Linked DNA regions of Mus musculus: all the other regions are linked to region 1. The links are chromatin contacts, called in public Hi-C and promoter capture Hi-C maps. All regions are on one chromosome and are shown on one strand. Each heading gives the region's core, a stretch centred on a gene start, on an enhancer-like site or on the middle of the called end of the contact. The rest is flanking DNA. Distances are from core to core; before and after follow the strand shown. Region 1 holds the start of Calb1 (calbindin 1). Region 2 has its middle 52 kb from the start of Gm24317. Region 3 has its middle 210 kb from the start of Gm24317. Region 4 has its middle 170 kb from the start of Gm24317.

Region 1 (4,006 bases), core at 919-3,418:
AATCCTAGAAGGTGAGAGAGGTTCCTGAATATTTGAAAAATAACACCCTCCCAATCTTGGTTAATGAACTGAAAAATTCGGCAGGCAAAAGGCAGAAATAGTTCTTAAGTTACTTCAGAGCTGTAGAACTGAAACACACACTTGTTTAGTGTCCTTAAACTCAATTTAATTTTGAAGTGACACCAAAAATGTCTAAAAAGAGATGTTGATTTTAAATGAGAGTCTAAGACTAATAGTTATTTAAGAGAAAAATGTATTTTATGAAGTTACATTTCTTCTGCTAAAAAAAATTATCCAGGAAAAAATATTACCTTAGAAAATCAAAATGAAAAAAAAAAGAAAATCAAAATGTAAATTGAAGAAATTGAAGACTATAACATTCAAAGATGTTGAGGATGCCATGTTTACAGCTTGTTAATCTGAGTTGATACAAACTAAAAGAACTAATCTAGAAATGTTCTTTAAATTTTAAATTATATATGCTTTTGTACTAACAATAGTACCCCTATGACCAGGAAAAAATGTATATCTAAAATAAATATCTGAAGATATTTGTTGCAGCTGTTTGTCACAGTAGAACACTAAAAAAGATGGAATGTCTACAATTAGGATGGAAAACTATGTTATGTAAACATGGGCTAATGGAGGAAGTGTCTACCGAGGAACAAACTTTTGTATGAGGATGTGACTTGGGTAGGCTGAGATTCAGTTTTCCCTGGAAATTAAGAGGTATATGAACAAAAGTAACTGACGTGTATTGGGTCAAATGCCCCTTTACCTTTGTAAGCCACAGAAGGTAAGGTTAATACGTTTTATTGCACTACTTGCAGGACCTAGCAAAGTACCTGACCCAAAAGCTGTTGATAAGTGTTCACTGAATGGATGAAAATATAAACAACTGGGCATGCACATAATCTTTTTAAGTAAAAACAATATCCTTGTTATCCTCTCAGAGTTTGGCTTGCTTTGTGTATAATATCAGTCTGAGATTTGTGTGAGAATCAGATAAGGTGATGAAAGTCAAAACTTACATCCATGAAAACTTTAGAGTATCATGGCTGCAGGACTTGTCTGGAGAAGACAATTGGTTGCCTCACAATCCCACTATTGGAGGAAACACAAATGTGGTGAATTCCATATTCTATGACACACGTGAAACCTGTGGCGCTTCATGAGCTCGTTTTGAAAGTTTATACCACACTGGTTTGCTTTTGTGTTACTGTAACCAGACACATAGGGTTCATTTTCAGCAGACCATAAGGTCTCAAAAGATGGACAATTAGATAACTTAGAAATACTTACGTAAAAGAAAACCTAAATACAGTATTTGTCATATTAAAATACCAATTGTAACATGTAGCCGGATATTTTTCCCACCTCTAATGATTTCCAGTTTCTGGAAAAAAATCCCTCACCTAGAGATAGAAGCAGCGCAGCTGTAAAATCAGTGAGTGGGGCTGCTACGGAGTCACTGGTTAGCCTGGTGACATTTCTTTCAGTTTCTACTTTGTAAGATGCAAGTAACTAATGGCATCGATAAAATCACTTCCTTCCTAACATCTTAAATTCTTATAAGTTAATTCTACTACATTCCAATAATTCTGCTTCAAGCTCAAAAAGTAACAACAGCAAGAGCAGCAGACTCCTGCATTCTGCTGTCTCTAAGCATAGCTCACATCTTAAACAGCCACGTGATGGTCTCCATTAGCGCAATATGAAGCATTGTTACAATTAACCACAGCAACGTATGCATTAATCAAATTAAACTAACACTTGACATCTGATTTTGTTCAAATACTCAACTGCCTCGATAAATACTAAGTAGACAAAATCTCCACTGACGTGGTTTATCAGTCAGCTTTCCCTTCCATCTGAAAAAAAATCAAACAATTCTAGGTATGTTGCTTTACTCTAACATTCAGGAGTGAAAGCCTCCCTGAACCTGGGGGATGTGAGGAGAAATGAGTCTGAGCAAGGGATCCCCACCACCTGCTGCTTCCTAGACTCCAAAACTCCAGCTCCAGCTATTTCCTGGGAAGAGAGAAATCGGAGGGGAGGGGAAGAAGGTTGGTGAGAGCAAGAGGCGGGAGCTAGGAAAAGGAGGCAGGAGGAGGCGTGGCCCGGCCTGGGGCCGGCGGGATAAATACAGAGAACTGGGTGCGGGGTGCGGAGAACTCCGGAGGACGCCCGAACGGAGCAGCACCGCGGACAGCGCCCCGCCGCGCCGCGCCCAGCTCAGCCTGCGCAGCCCTCTCGCCCGAGGTTCGCGCTCCGCGCACTCTCAAACTAGCCGCTGCACCACGATGGCAGAATCCCACCTGCAGTCATCTCTGATCACAGCCTCACAGTTTTTTGAGATCTGGCTTCATTTCGACGCTGACGGTGATTATTTTCTTTTTTAACCCTTGCAAGACCCGTCCCCATTCCTTCCCTGCTCTTCCCTTCGACTGTGCTTGTTCATCCCAACCATCCTTTTCTGTTCTTTTCCGTCTTCCTTCACCCTGTCTAATCTCGTCTCCCCCTGACTGCCTACCCATCATCCTGGAAGTTTACACTGAGTGTACGCCATCCCCGTGCTGTAAGCGTTCACCTTTCTAGGAACGGTAACGGTAGGACAGAAGCAAAGATTGGGAAACCCTGTCCCCAAAAGTTTCAAACACCATCCCCAGCACCCCTGCTACCCTCCTATGCCCTTTATGCGGTTGAAGTTTTACACCTAGGAAGCTAAGCGCTGCGGCGGCTCATTGCTGATTAATCGGTGCTCAGGCTGTACATAGCCTCCCAGGACGGTTGTCCTGGAAAGAACCGAGAAGAAACTTAGAAAGAGACATCTGACACCTGGGTGTCTCTTTGTCTTTTCAGGAAGTGGTTACCTGGAAGGAAAGGAGCTGCAGAACTTGATCCAGGAGCTTCTGCAGGCGCGAAAGAAGGCTGGATTGGTAGGCTTGAGTTTGAGCAGGACCCTTCAAGCCTAAGACATACCTATTCTTGTGTTTCATAAAAGAGGTTTTGTGGGAGAAAGTAAAGGCTTACCTACTAAGAAAGGCGAGAGAGAACATATTTCCAAATTGCGTCAAGAGAAAAAGTGTGTGTGTGTGTGTGTGTGTGTGTGTGTGTGTGTGTGTGTGTGTGTGTTTGGTGGTGGTGGTAGGGTGTCTAAAGAGAAAATCCCTATCATCTTAAATCAGTCATATATTTCTATAATCCTCCTTTCCTTAATAGGTCTTAAAAGGAAATGTCGATGTGCAAGACCCTTCGTCAGATTCCCCACCTCCACCACTGAGTTGGTTGTGTGATTTCTAACTTCTCTTTTCTAGACGATAAGGAAGGGGTAGAAATACATTCCTGCCCCTTGGTGGTCAGGAACAGATCTGCAGATTCTAGTGCCAATTTCTGCTGCGAAGTCAGAGTAGCTGGGAACGGGGTGGGGGAGGGGTGAAACTACAGCTTGCCTTGACCCTTAATCTTGAGCAAAGATAACCAATTCATAATAAGTGTGAGAATTTAGCAAGAAATGGTTTTTTTTTCATTTTTGTTGGAGAGAATCCCCAAATTAATAAAGCAATAAAACAAAGCACTGTAAGAATTTCATGTATTGTGGAAAGGAGAAGATTCTGAAGAGAAAGTACGAGTGGTGGTTTTTAAATAAGCTATGGTTTTGACATAAGCATTGGTTAAATAAATTATAATTATTGTTTAAGAATTAATTCCTTTGGGCCAAATCTATTTGTTGGGAAAGGATGATGTCAATGGAAAAATAAAAGATACCCAACTAACTTTTAAACATATGAGATGTTTATATAAAGAGTAAATTGAGAATTTTACAGGTCTGATAGCATTTATGTAAGACTGCTTTTCAAAAGAAAGCAAGGTTGGATACGCAGTAGTTAAATGTTAATAGCCTTTGGTCTTTTGGATTATAATTACAAAGAAATTTTTACATAAAGATAATATACATATCATCCCTAGATATTATACAGCATGCCACCATTTCTAGTGCTCGTGT
Region 2 (4,172 bases), core at 1,445-3,944, 450 kb before region 1:
TGCACGGATACCATGGAAACGCGTGGAGGTTGCTTTTCTAAAGTAGGATGCTCTTATTCTAATGAATTGAAGGAAAAATGAATTTAGAGTTTACTATAATGGCAAGTTTGATTTCTTTTGTATTAGGAAAATAAAAATCCTTTTTTAAAATTTGAAAATATCAGAAGTTCCTAAGCTTAGTCCTAGTCTTAACTTCTTGTTGTTGATACTGAGGTACTAGCTTGATACCATAGGTACTGTTGATACCAAAGTCTGTACTTTGTTATGTTAAGCTGGGCTAAATATAAAAAATGGCTGGAAATGCTTATAAATTATTGAATATCCAAATGTAAATCCTAGATAATATGGAGATGAAACTTTTTCTTCCTAAAATGAATTTTACATGAATGAAATGCACAGTCAGTCTCATCATAGCCAAATCTTCAGTAGGTGAATTTGTTTCAATTAGTGCTGTGTTTTGCTTCTGTCCTGTAGTTATGTCTAAGTATTGGTATAATATCCATTTCTTGCTAAATGTAGCTTGAAAATAAGGACATATGGATTCTGAGCCCCTTGAATGAGATGTCTTAAGCAGAATAGTTCACAAACTCTTAAGGCTATTTAGTGCAAAGTAGAAATAATGGTCATGTGCTTATGATGCTTACAACAATGCAAATTGGTGCCATGTTTAGAACCATTGTTTCTTTAGGTATCTGTATGCATGTGTGTATTATTTATAATTAATGCATATATATGAATATATACACAAATTTGAAAGGTATGTAGTAATTTTCCTTTTCAAGTAAAAGTTCAAGTCTGGAGCATATGCTAGCTAAGTGACTACCACACAAAAACATCAGAAGGCAAAATATGCCACTGTTTGAAAAGAAGGTTTAATATTCATCAGGCTTTTGGAAATAATAATAATACTGTTCCTGAATGTAGGCATACATCCCTCAGTTTAATAAATGTTGCATCCCTGATGAGCAGCAGAAAACACTTGACAATGTAGCACAGGGAGTAAAATGTAAATACCATTTAATCACTGAGTTCCCTCTGCTAAGAAAAAAAAAAAAGCACATCAAATGAGCTTCAAATTCAGAGAAAGACATAGCCAGAGTTCTAGAGAGAGGGCAGTTGTGGGTATGGAGTCGAGTTACAAAATGCTGGGTGGCAATTAGAAAGATTATGAATTGAGCTGGATCATAAAAGGCAAACTTTCTCTCAGAGCAAGAGACCAACATATCATTAGACTTAAGTTGAACCTACATAGCGTTGCCTTCAATCAAATAATTTATTTTTAAAAATGAAGACATTGTTGTTATTTCAAGAAGGCGTTATGAGCACTTCTAATCAAGTACATGATTTAAAGCACAGCTCACGGCCATGGGAGAGAGGAGGACATCCTGAAAGATTAGTAATTCTCCAATATATCCTGACATAGCTGAAGAACAGTGCACACTATCAGGTGTAGCTAGAGCAAAATATGTGCAATTTAACTTTTTTTTTAAAATGTGGAGTAAATTTGAAGGCAGGAGAAAGACAAAAGAATGCTTAAGTGCTCAGCTTTTCTACGATGCTCATTGTCTATGTGTTTCTGTGCTTGTATTGAAAACCAGGGTGGAATGCAAGGCCTCACATTTGTTACCTACGTACTCCACCCCTGAGCTACACCCACAGTTCTCCCATAATGCCTGCTAGAAGTCACCTCTTCTGTAAAGTCTTCCTTGCAGGCCTTCAAATGACCTGTTCCTAACAACCATGTTCACACCCACCGAACCCTCTAATTTCCAGTCTGGCTTTGCTATGCACACTCACATAGCCACGTGTGCATGCTGCTGTCTGATTACTGGTAAGACAACTGTTCCTCCTACCTGACCAAATACTCCCCAAAGAAAAAGAATCTGGGCGATTCATCCTTTTATTTCCACAGTGCTTGGCATATTGGAGACACCGTTAATAACTTTCTCAAAGTGAGCCAATAGAACTCTGTAAGAGTGCAGGGTGGTAAGTATAGAATGGTAAATTCGATTGAGTTTGATAAGACAGAAATACAGAATTTTGAGCTTTACCACAGGCAGTAAATTCCATTTTATCTTCCAAAGATTGATAGTGGTGTAAAACTTTTGTAAATATAGCCCAGTCAGTTATCACTTCTCTTTGATCAAAATGTTTAAAAGCTAAAAAGATAATATTATATGTAGCTTGTTTCCTGTTCTACACATAGCATAAAGAAGAGTAATTTCTCTTGGATTACCACGTAAGTATTTGTGATTTCTATAAATTTGTAACAGGAAAAAAGTAAACATTAATTTTTCTCAAGTTTGTACAAGAGGAAGCACTCTTCTAGGTTCAAAGTCAGTGAGAGGAAGTTATTTAACAAGGTATTCAGCACAAAGTAAGTGCTTAGTAAAAGGTTGTGTGAATGAACCAGGATATGTAAACATGTATTTCTGAAATAAGAAAATTCAAAACTTATTTTTAAAAGCTGTAAAATGAATGGAGCATATGGTGCTATTTGAGAAACATCATGAATTTTTTTTTTTTTTTGTGGTGAACTTAAAAAAAATACTGTACCATTAAAATAGATTTTTAAGGCTTTTAAAAACACAAATAATATGTTTATTTCCAAAAACGAGACTGCAAACATCTGGTGGCAAGAGCCAAGCTCTTGCCCTTGGAATGTATTCCTTATTTTAAGATGTATCCCCTGATGTTGCCATGACTACGGGCTGTGAAGTGAAACTGCTGTGTAATGTGTTCTCTCCCCCATAGTGCGTGTATCTGAAACCAGCAGTAAATTTCTAGTAATTAGAGGAGACAGCCTCAAAGGTGGACTTGACAAAGTCTTCAAACACTGTGTTAAAATCTTCTCCTGGGGTTTGGTCTACTGGTTGTTGATTTAAATGGCTCATTAGTATGGACAGGATAATTAAATACAAAGCTAGATATCTGGCCTACGAGAAATCCTTTTGCCTCATTTGAAAATGTCAAATTATTCAAAAAGGAAAGAGAAAAAAAACCCAATTCGACAGTAATTGGGTGGACAGGAGATAAAGCTGTGTATTTGGTAGATAAATGCTGCTTTTCTGAGAGTGTCAAAAACAGATGTCTGACAGTAATTCTGAGTACAAGAAAGGAGATGGCATGCAGTGTTCTGCTCCCCAGAGAGGAGAGAATGCAGGTGGGTGTGTCTTTGCCCAAAACACCTCATCATTTTTTCTAGGGTAACTGCTAGGGTGGTTTATATTATTTTTGTACCAGATAAGAAAGCTCTGCAAGTCATGTAGGAGAAAGTTGGTCTTGCTCTAATAGCCTTCTTCTGGAAAGCAGGTAGATGGCTACCTTTTCCTGGTGTGATTCAAGGCTGCCTAGGAGAAGACAGAGGCTGATACAGGCCAATACGCTGGTACTGTGACTGCGGTCTGCTCTGTACCAGCAGAGCCTTGTTTTCTTTTTGTATTTGGAGTTAAGAACCACAGATTTTCCAAGGTTAGCTCTGTTTCCTTTTCCAGAAATACTGTTGACAGCAGCTGTTAGGACAATTATTTTAAATGGTCTACTACCTTGAGTTAGACCAGTGGCTTTTAACCTTCCTAATGCTGCCACCTTTAATACACTTCCTCGTGTTATAGTGACCCCAATCCATAACCTTATGTTTAATGTTACCTCATGACTGAAATTTTGCCACTGCTCTGAATTCTAATGTAAATATCTATGTTTTCCCAGTGGTTTTAGGTGACCATTGTGAATCAGTCATTCAACCCCTAAAGAGGGTTTCCACCCACATGGTGAGAGCCACTGAGTTAGATAATGGGTTAAGAAAAGGAAAGTACAGCCGGGCGTGGTGGCACACGCCTTTAATCCCAGCACTCGGGAGGCAGAGGCAGGTGGATTTCTGAGTTCGAGGCCAGCCTGGTCTACAAAGTGACTTCCAGGACAGCCAGGGCTATACAGAGAAACCCTGTCTCAAAAAACCAAAAAAGAAAAAGAAAAAAAAAAAAAAAAAAAGAAAAGTACTCATGTTGCCCTAATCCTCATAGCATGCAGTAGTAATGGAGGCAACACAAAGAAAAAGGAGATGGAGAAGAGAAAAATTATATCATGCTAGACTTTCCCTCTTAAACTTAAAATTCTGATTCAGTATTTTGGCAGTAAACAAAATTGAATATATATATATATATATGTACATA
Region 3 (3,948 bases), core at 922-3,421, 290 kb before region 1:
TCATGAGTATTACTGCTCTCGTAGGAACCTGAGTTTTGTTCCTACAACCCACCTCTGGAGGCTCACAATGCCATTTGCAGCTACAGCTCTAGGGGCTTCTACTGCTTCTTCTGGCCTCCTTTGGCTCCTGAACACACATGCAACTAACTACACTCACACACACACTTAAAATAATTAACAAATAACACCAAAAACTGACAACAGCAGGTACCAATGTTGATAGAGCATCTAGAGTGATCATTTATTTTTGGAGTGTACATTTGTATAGCCACTTTAGGAATCTCATTGATAATATTGGGTGTAGTTATATTTTTTCTTATTTTTAAAACTTATCTATTTTTATGGGTGTGGGTGTTTTGCCTGCGACTATTATCTGTACACCATGTGCACGTAGTTCTCCCAGAAGCCAGAAGAGGGCACTTGCATTTCCTGGGGCTGGAGTTACAGGGGGCTATAGGGTTGGGAATTGAACCCTGATTCTTTGGAAGAACAGCTTAACAATTGGTCTATTACTCCAGCCCACAGTTTTTGTTTTAAGTACTTCAGCATAGATAAAGCTGAATTATTTGTAGCCCAGGTGTGGTTAGTTGACATTTAAAGGTTTTCAACCAGAAGTTACACTCAAGTAGTAGCTGGCTCAAATTTGAAAGATATTTACCTGAATTCTTCTCTCCAAAGGCAGCATGCACTACAAAAACGCTTCCTAACAAAAGAAATAGCAGAAATACTTTTTCATTGCTAAAATGAGTGATGTTTGAGAAATGCGGCTGCCTGGATATGATCTTTAGCTACCACTACCTTATCGATATGGAGTGAAACATGTGAGCCCAGAAACTTAGCATCGCCCAGCACTGCCTTAGAAGCAGAGCTGGGGGGGTCAGAGTTCTCTTCCTAATGGAGTACACTATAACAGATTCATGAGTGTTAGGTATTTACACCATTGTACTTCTTTGGAATGCATTGTAAATGCACAAAGTGATGGAGAAAAGAGATTTCAGTATCCAGGAGAGCAAGCTTTAAGAGTTGTATCACTGACTGACAAGTCCTGCTTTCACTGTAGTGTGGTACCCACCCCTGCTCCATCCTTCAGAATATAATGTTAAGTATAGCTCCCCTAACACCCAATTCACCCAGTCTAGGGAGTGAGACAGACACCTCAATTGCAATCAATTGCAACCAACATAGGGGTTGTGATGCAGTGAAATTGGTACACAAAGAAGGAGATTGTTAATCTGAGCCATAATGTAGATACAAGAACAAAAGAGAGCTAATTTTTTTTTATGAAATGGGAGAGTTAACACCTGTAGAATGTATAAGAACTTCACAATCATGTTTTAAAGTGAGAAATCAGCAAGTCAGGAGCATCCCAACTCTAGAATATAGAATAGAATTCAGCAGGCAGCACAGACTGTATTCAAACCCATCGCAGTTATAAATCACAACCCCTCTAGTTTCTAGCTATTCTATCCAATAACATTAACTAGCCTGTCCACAATGGAGCTTGTTCACCCACACAACAGAGGTATAAATAGGACCCTTTTACAGCTATTCTAAAGATTAAATAAGTTAAATATATACAAACTGCATAGAACAAAGTGTGGTACATGGCAATAAATCAAAACATTGTGCCAGGCTGTGTTTATAGATTGTATGAGCTTTTTAGAACTGCCATAACAAAGCACCGTGTGCTGAGTGGTTGTCGCCATAGAAACCCATGTCCTCACAGTGCTAAAAGTCAAAGATTAATGTGTTGGTTTAGCTTCTTCTGGGACTCTCCTCTCTTCTTTTTGTTGAAAGACAGCCTCCTTCTCCCTCAGTCCTCATGTAGTTATCCTTCTGTTTCTGTCTAATTTCCTCTTCCTGTAAGGATCCATCCTATTGATCTCATTCTCCCTTAATACCCTTGTCACAAATACCAGCTCCAAACACACTCACATTCAGAGATTTGAGAGAATAGAATTTTTACACATGAATTCTAACAGAACATGATTCAGCTAATCAAAAGCACACCGGAGACACTGGCAGAGTATGTAGCTTGGCACTCTGAAAGGTTTATTTTGTTCCTTTATTTTGGTGAGATTTGTTTTAAGCAATCCATCTAAAATCAGAACCCAATGACTTGTTCCTCCTGGCATGCTCTCTGCCAATATCATAGCTGTGCTCCTTCAAGGCTGAATCCAAGAAGAGGGAGGAGATGTCGGCAGTGTGGGGGTGTAAGAGTTGGCTTAGCCCAGGGACGATGGAGGGGGTAAAAAGGAAGCTTTCAGACAAGAAAATGCTGTCTTCTTCAACTGCAGTTTGCACTTTCAAAGATGACTCCCTTATCTCTGTAAATAGGGCTTTTGAATTACTCAGGTGTGTGAGCAGGACATAGATAAAGATACAGTATTTTTTTTTTTTTTTTGTCATTTAAAAATAAGGTCTGGAGTGATGGATTGATCAGTGCAAGCTGTGATAGTATGAGGCCCTGAATGCAGATCATTAGCCCCTACACCGAAATGCAGGCATGGCAATATATACCTGCAACCACTGTAGTCAGGAGAATCTGCAAGGTTTGCTGGCCAGGCAATCTAGTCAAATCAGTGGTCTCCAGTTCAAGAACTCAAAATTAATGAGGCAGAGAACAATTGAGCAAGACATGCAACATAACCTTGTTCCCACCACGGAAATGCACACACACAAAGTATACCTACAAGCACACGTGCACACACAACACCATTCTCTACACAAATATTATATTGTGTAAATATTACATTGCTGTATACCAGAGCTAAGTTTGTAAAAAGCTTTCCAGACAATTCAGGTTTGGAATTCATCTTGGAAGTGATAGGAAATGACTTATATTTCTAAATAGAAATTTAATAAAGTCTAATTTTGGAGAATTGTAGTCTCAGAATTACAGAGCAGGAAGTGATTGGAAAAGAAAATGTGATGGCAGAAAGGCACAGCATGGGCCACTGCATCCACAATAAAGCAAAGACCACAGAAGAGAAAAGAACCGTTCAATTAAGGATTGTGCCAGAATTGCTGCCCATAGATTGGCAGATAGGAAGAGCATATTTGGAAGATTATTACTTCTTTATTATTAATCTTAGAAGCAATATTCCAAACCAGGAAAATAGAGGAGGGGGGAGACAAAACCAGTAATGCAAACTGAGGTAAAAGCAGCGAGCAAGGTAGGGGACCCAGCAGAGATAGGGCAGGATGGAAAAACAAAACAAATGAAAACTCTCAAAAAGCACAACAACAATAACAAAAGGCTAGGGAGGTTGTTATAAAGACAGAGCAGGACAGTTTATACCCATCACGAGAAGCTAGGTAGCACCTACCACATACACCTCGCTCTCCTTCATCATATATTTCTAAATGAGTACCAAGTACTGTATTCTTTCTGGCTTCTGATGTAGCTTCAGGGTTGCTTACTTATCGTGGGGTCAGTAGCCTGATGACTGAAGTTCAATGTGTCCTCCATACCCAGCTTTCTGGTTGGATTTTTGCATTTTCTAACAGGCATACAAGATAAAATGAAAGGCTTACGTATTTTGCCCTCTTCCACACATGTGAAGCAAGAGCACAGATAGATTGAAGATGATTGAATCTGGGCACAGGAGGTTGAGGGGAGAGCCAAGCTGGCTTTAACCCTTGTTCATCCCACCTGAGCATGGTTGCCCAGGACGTCACTGCAGAGTGAGAAATGCCTGTGTTCTATTAACAGCATATTGTCTCAGCCTTTTGGCAGTGGGAACTGGCAGTTCTAACCGTACACCTGTCACTTCAACTCTCCTGTCATGTTTGCCTTGTTTCCTCTTTTTATTTTTCTCTTGCCAGTAACTAGGGTTTGTTGGAGTAGTAACTGAATTATGGATTTGTGTGTAGGAACAAGCTATATTAAACTCTCTTATCAATAGATCACATGCCTCAAACTTTAACTGAATTCTACAAGAAATC
Region 4 (4,411 bases), core at 174-2,673, 330 kb before region 1:
TCTCTACTCACTAGTCCCCTGTTGCCGTCATTTTACTCTATGTATTTATTAACTAGGTGTTAAACTTTCTCATATGAGGAACTTTAACATTAAGGAATGGGGGACTACAGCATCATCCCAGCACCTGAGGATTCCTTCTGTGGCTGTTGAATGTAGGCTTCAAGTATGAGCTTTAAATGAAAAATATCTGAATCTTTAAAGACCAAATAGAGTTACACATATATAATTGTCAGCTGCCATTTTATAATACTTAAATGAGTATATAAAAGTTAAAACTTCCTTAAAGACAATGGAATTGCAAAGTAGCTTTTCGATGTCTACAGTTGTTCATAGAATAATGGCAGCATCATATAAGAGATGTTTGAATTCTCCTGGAATTTTATTGGATAACATTGTAAGAATTCCCATGTTTCCAAATAGGAAATCCCATCTCAGCCCCTTTAAAGGCTAGCAACTACAATCTGTATATAAATTTCTTCCAAGGTTCCAGATTTTCTTTATGTGTACAATTGGCCTCAGTCAGTGGCTCATTTGGATAGAAGGATACAGCTTGGGGCTTCTATTTCCCTTGCTCCTAATTATTTTAGCCATGGCAGTGATTTCTGCTTCCTAGCATGACAACAGTCTTCTCTCTAGTGTTACCTCCACCTCTCCCACACCAGTGGACTATGGGAGATAAATTGTACCACAAGTGGTCCTTGTTTGCACAAGTGGTCCTCTGTATTTTGCAATGTCTCCTCTGTGGGGCTGCCTATCACTGGCAATTACAATGCCAGAACTTGGTTGAGAAAAATCGAACAGCTTTGAAACCTGCATCTCAAAACATACTCCTATGGCTTCTATGCCATTAATCACAGCTCACGTAACTATGCTGTGATAATAGAAACTGTTTGCTATGTTTTTGTTGGGAGAAGAGAAAGTTCAGCAAAGAGAAAGCATGTTCATGCTCTCAAATGAGTTTAGAAAGTCAGTTTGTCTAATCTGAGGTAGCAATAGTGGGAGAATATTGACATCTAGAGATCACAAGGGGAGAACAATAGTAAGTTTAATGAGAAACTGTTCCTGATTAACTGTGGCTCTCTATGACTAACGAAGCAGTCATATAATGATCAAGGTCATTGTGAAGTCCTTTATTTATGAAATTGTTATGGTTATGACACACTCAAATCTGGTTCGGTCCATTTGGCTGGTACTAACTACTTCAATGTGTCCCTGAAGAAAATTACTTCACAGAAGCATAAGAGCGAAGCCTAACTTTGTGGCCAGGAAGGAGCTAGAAGAATCTAGCTATGTCTTGATGAAAACCAGGCACAAGGCCAACTCCTTTTATATTTGGTTTTCATGAGAATCTGTCTGTGGGGGAGCTCTGAGTGTTTTTAGTGCAATAACAAGCTTGTGTTCTCTGAGCCAATTAGTATGTAATTAGGTGTTGGCTAATGAGGAGGAGGGACGAGATGGAGCTGGCAGAGGGAACTCGTGTGGGTGTGACTCTTGTGTACGCAGGTGGTGAAACGGCGCATGTTGAGAGCTAAATTGAATTTCTAAAACCCCATAATTTGTTACACTCTATTAGTAAGTGCTGGAGTAGACTTCCAGCATCCTTTCTCCTTCTCTGCAAGAAGTTCTTCTTTTCCTCTTGGTAGAATGTAGTCAGCACATGTGTTGTCAATATTTTCTGTTGACCATTCTTGAAGACTTTTGCATCAAAAGTTCTAATAGTATTGAGTTACCTAGAGGAAGACAAAAGGGATCAATTAGCTTACTTATTCCTCCATTCAACGCGTGTTACATTTTCATCAGCAAATAAAACAATGGCCCTTGCTTTCCTAGAGTTTACATTCTTTAGTGGAGAACTGATACCTAAACAGGAACAAACTGCTGGAAGCTTAGTCAGACAACTTATGGGAAAAAATGATAATAGAGTTGGGCCCATCAGGGTAAATTTTGAAAGATAAGTCGAAGTATACTCTACTAAGAATGTAAGAGGGATCTATACAAAGCATTGAAGGAGTTGTAGAAGAAAAAGGTTGAGGGACCCGAGGCAGAAATTGACACCAAGATAATGTATCCAGTATACCCAAAGGGTTAGGGAAGCATCTGAAAAATAAAACAGAATCAATTTTTGTTCCTTTCGTGATTGCCAGTTTGATGTTTACACAAGTAAAGGTGGTTCAGGTGTCTGTGATAGAGGCAGAGCTACAGTGCCCCGTACTCTCAGGTGTGTTTACAAAAATAGGATAGGGTAAATATAAGGAGATATAACAACTTTATAAATGAAAAGACATAGTGATTCAAATTATGTGGATGGGTAAATAGTTTTCTTTTAAGCAGGAGATATATAAATTTCTTTTATCTCTGTGAGCTCTTTGCAGGGATGCAGTACACCCTGGGTGATCTTGAAAGTGACCCTACGTGGTTTCTACTTTTCATTCATCTGGTCTCTTTACAGCTTCATAGTTAGACAGAGTTCTCTTGGTTATCTTTTTACTACTGTCTAGAGAAAGGTGAGAGTCTATGTTACAATACAAAATGCTTAAATGCAAGATACTGCTGTAATGATAATATTTGGAATAAAATAAAAGTTCCAAATAAGAATGTATGTATTTTTCTGCTCCAGACAAGCAAGGTGATGATTGATTTTAATTTCAAGTTTATTTTCAAAGTTTTAAAGTTATATGCAGCTTGAAAATTAAGGGAAACCTCAAACAGTAAGTTCTGATATTAGGGCATGCTTTTTTAACAATGAAACATTTCTTCCCTTCCTATCAAGAGTCCTAATCATGGCTCAGCAGCAGGAAATGGAGCACACCTGAAGCCTTCTATTTTCAGGTTCCCTATGTTGTATCATCTCTCTGATATTCATACATCATCAAGGAAACAACATTATGAGAGAATGCTTTTATGATGTGCTGTGCTCTTGGAAAACTAATACCTTGAAGCTAACATTTTTCAGTATTTACACAACTGTTAGTGGGAGTAGATTAGACAACACTGACGAGTGTTTGCATTTCATTTAGTTTTCATCTACTTTTTCAATGCCATATACAGAACTGTGGGGAATTGTGTTTGAAAAAAAAATGGCTCAACTGGCATTATAGATCCTCCTAATTCCAGGCATGTGCAGCTTTAAACAAAACAAAACAAAAACAAAAACAAAACAAAGAACCCCAACCTAGTTCTGTGTAGTAGCTTCACTGACATGCTTCTCAAAAATTTACCTATTCTGAACCAACTTGCCAATCTCCTTTGGCTCTTTCCTAAGTTTCTGCTGACTCATTGACTTCTTTTAGTCATCCCAGATAACTGCAGGTGCACATTTCATTTTGGGGGCGCTACAAGGATGAGTACGTTTCTCAGCAGACTAATTCAGTGAGGCATCTCCCCATTTCCCATCTGGGGATCTCTCTCACTTGCCTCTGCCAAATGATAGCCAACAGCAATAAACACGGCAGAACTCAGCCCTTTTTGTTTATAGCATGTTATTATTGCCATTTGTATGTGAAGGTATATTGAGCTAGTCTTTTCTTGTCACCAAGACAAAATACTGGATGGAAACAACTTAAGTGAGATTACCTTGGCTACCAGCTCAGAGGGAATAATACATTATAGTAGAGAAGACACAGTAGTTGAAGGGTCTGATCTATGACTGTGACATAGTAGCGGAAGTCATATCTTTCTAGACTGGGAAACAGAGTGCTTGGCTAGAAGTCAGTCAGTTTAAAGTCACCAAAGGGCCAGCTCTGAGTGACTCATCTCTGAGAGGCTGTCTCTTGCTTCAGAGAATCCATAGCCTTCCTGAACAGCACCACCAGTTAGGGACCAAGTGTTCACACATATGAGCTTGTGAGAGACATTTGAAATTCCAACCACAGCAGAAGGTGACCCTACTGACTGAATAGCCTTGGGGCAAACATTTCCATTCATTTTCCAGTAATGGGTATAGATTTGTTCTGGCATGCTTATGTCATTCTGGGTGATGCTCAGAGCATGGAGCAGAACACTTTGGCCTCCATAGAGCACTGAACACATAGCCATATAATTGTTAATATCATGAACTAATCAGTTGTATTTGTGGTTAAAGAAGTCTTTAGTATTCAACTCAACGCTTACCTTATAAATCTGAACAGACCCTGCTACAAACTAAACACAGTCTTTTCTGAGATGTAGAGCTCAATAAGATAGTTTTTATTTAGAAGGAGACTTTGAGTATCATTTATTTAAGATGATGATGAAAATTAACAGATAATATGAGATATTTATCAGTTTTACCAGACAGACATTTACAATGAACTGTCTTCTTCTTCTAATTTACAAATACCATATACATGTTTTAATAATGCTGAAGATCACAATTAGGGCCTTTCACATATGTGGTAAGTGCTCTAACATTGAGTCATATCCTTAATCTGCT

What was found. Promoter capture Hi-C pulls out the DNA fragments that hold promoters and counts their contacts. Hi-C and Micro-C count contacts between places; a contact is called where the count stands out from the background.
Region 2: a promoter capture Hi-C map of hippocampal neurons shows a contact between it and region 1, with 5 times the contacts expected there. The contact joins the enhancer-like site here to the promoter of Calb1 in region 1. A contact is called at or near these places in 9 of 39 promoter capture datasets (cranial neural crest, embryonic stem cells, frontonasal cranial neural crest and 4 more), 1 of 484 Hi-C or Micro-C datasets (cortical neurons), 2 of 115 datasets of contacts at active chromatin or transcription factors (SST interneurons and forebrain) and 1 of 9 other capture datasets (pancreatic islet).
Region 3: a Hi-C map of cerebellar granule neurons shows a contact between it and region 1, with 4 times the contacts expected there. The contact joins the enhancer-like site here to the promoter of Calb1 in region 1. A contact is called at or near these places in 4 of 39 promoter capture datasets (the HPC-7 cell line, hippocampal neurons, liver and 1 more) and 5 of 484 Hi-C or Micro-C datasets (cerebellar granule neurons, cerebral cortex, cortical neurons and 2 more).
Region 4: a Hi-C map of ventral hippocampal neurons shows a contact between it and region 1, with 2.6 times the contacts expected there. The contact joins the enhancer-like site here to the promoter of Calb1 in region 1. A contact is called at or near these places in 7 of 39 promoter capture datasets (the HPC-7 cell line, hippocampal neurons, liver and 3 more), 3 of 484 Hi-C or Micro-C datasets (cerebral cortex, cortical neurons and ventral hippocampal neurons) and 2 of 9 other capture datasets (adipose tissue and pancreatic islet).

What each region holds. Positions count from the first base shown.
Region 1 is chr4:15,879,096-15,883,101 of GRCm38.p6, forward strand. Calb1 (calbindin 1) reads left to right here and starts at 2,169. Exons shown (of 11, transcript NM_009788.4): 1 at 2,169-2,382; 2 at 2,863-2,939. The coding sequence starts at 2,304.
Region 2 is chr4:15,432,582-15,436,753 of GRCm38.p6, forward strand. No RefSeq gene overlaps it. Among named protein-coding and RNA genes, the nearest start is that of Gm24317, 52 kb to the left of the region's middle. Within about 2 kb of position 2,695, at least 20 of the 459 cell types and tissues checked have an H3K27ac peak or open chromatin away from gene starts, as enhancers often do. A contact at or near this core is called in SST interneurons, cortical neurons and hippocampal neurons, where this site is marked.
Region 3 is chr4:15,592,535-15,596,482 of GRCm38.p6, forward strand. No RefSeq gene overlaps it. Among named protein-coding and RNA genes, the nearest start is that of Gm24317, 210 kb to the left of the region's middle. Within about 2 kb of position 2,172, at least 19 of the 459 cell types and tissues checked have an H3K27ac peak or open chromatin away from gene starts, as enhancers often do. A contact at or near this core is called in cerebellar granule neurons, cortical neurons, hippocampal neurons and 1 more, where this site is marked.
Region 4 is chr4:15,549,243-15,553,653 of GRCm38.p6, forward strand. No RefSeq gene overlaps it. Among named protein-coding and RNA genes, the nearest start is that of Gm24317, 170 kb to the left of the region's middle. Within about 2 kb of position 1,424, at least 14 of the 459 cell types and tissues checked have an H3K27ac peak or open chromatin away from gene starts, as enhancers often do. A contact at or near this core is called in ventral hippocampal neurons, where this site is marked.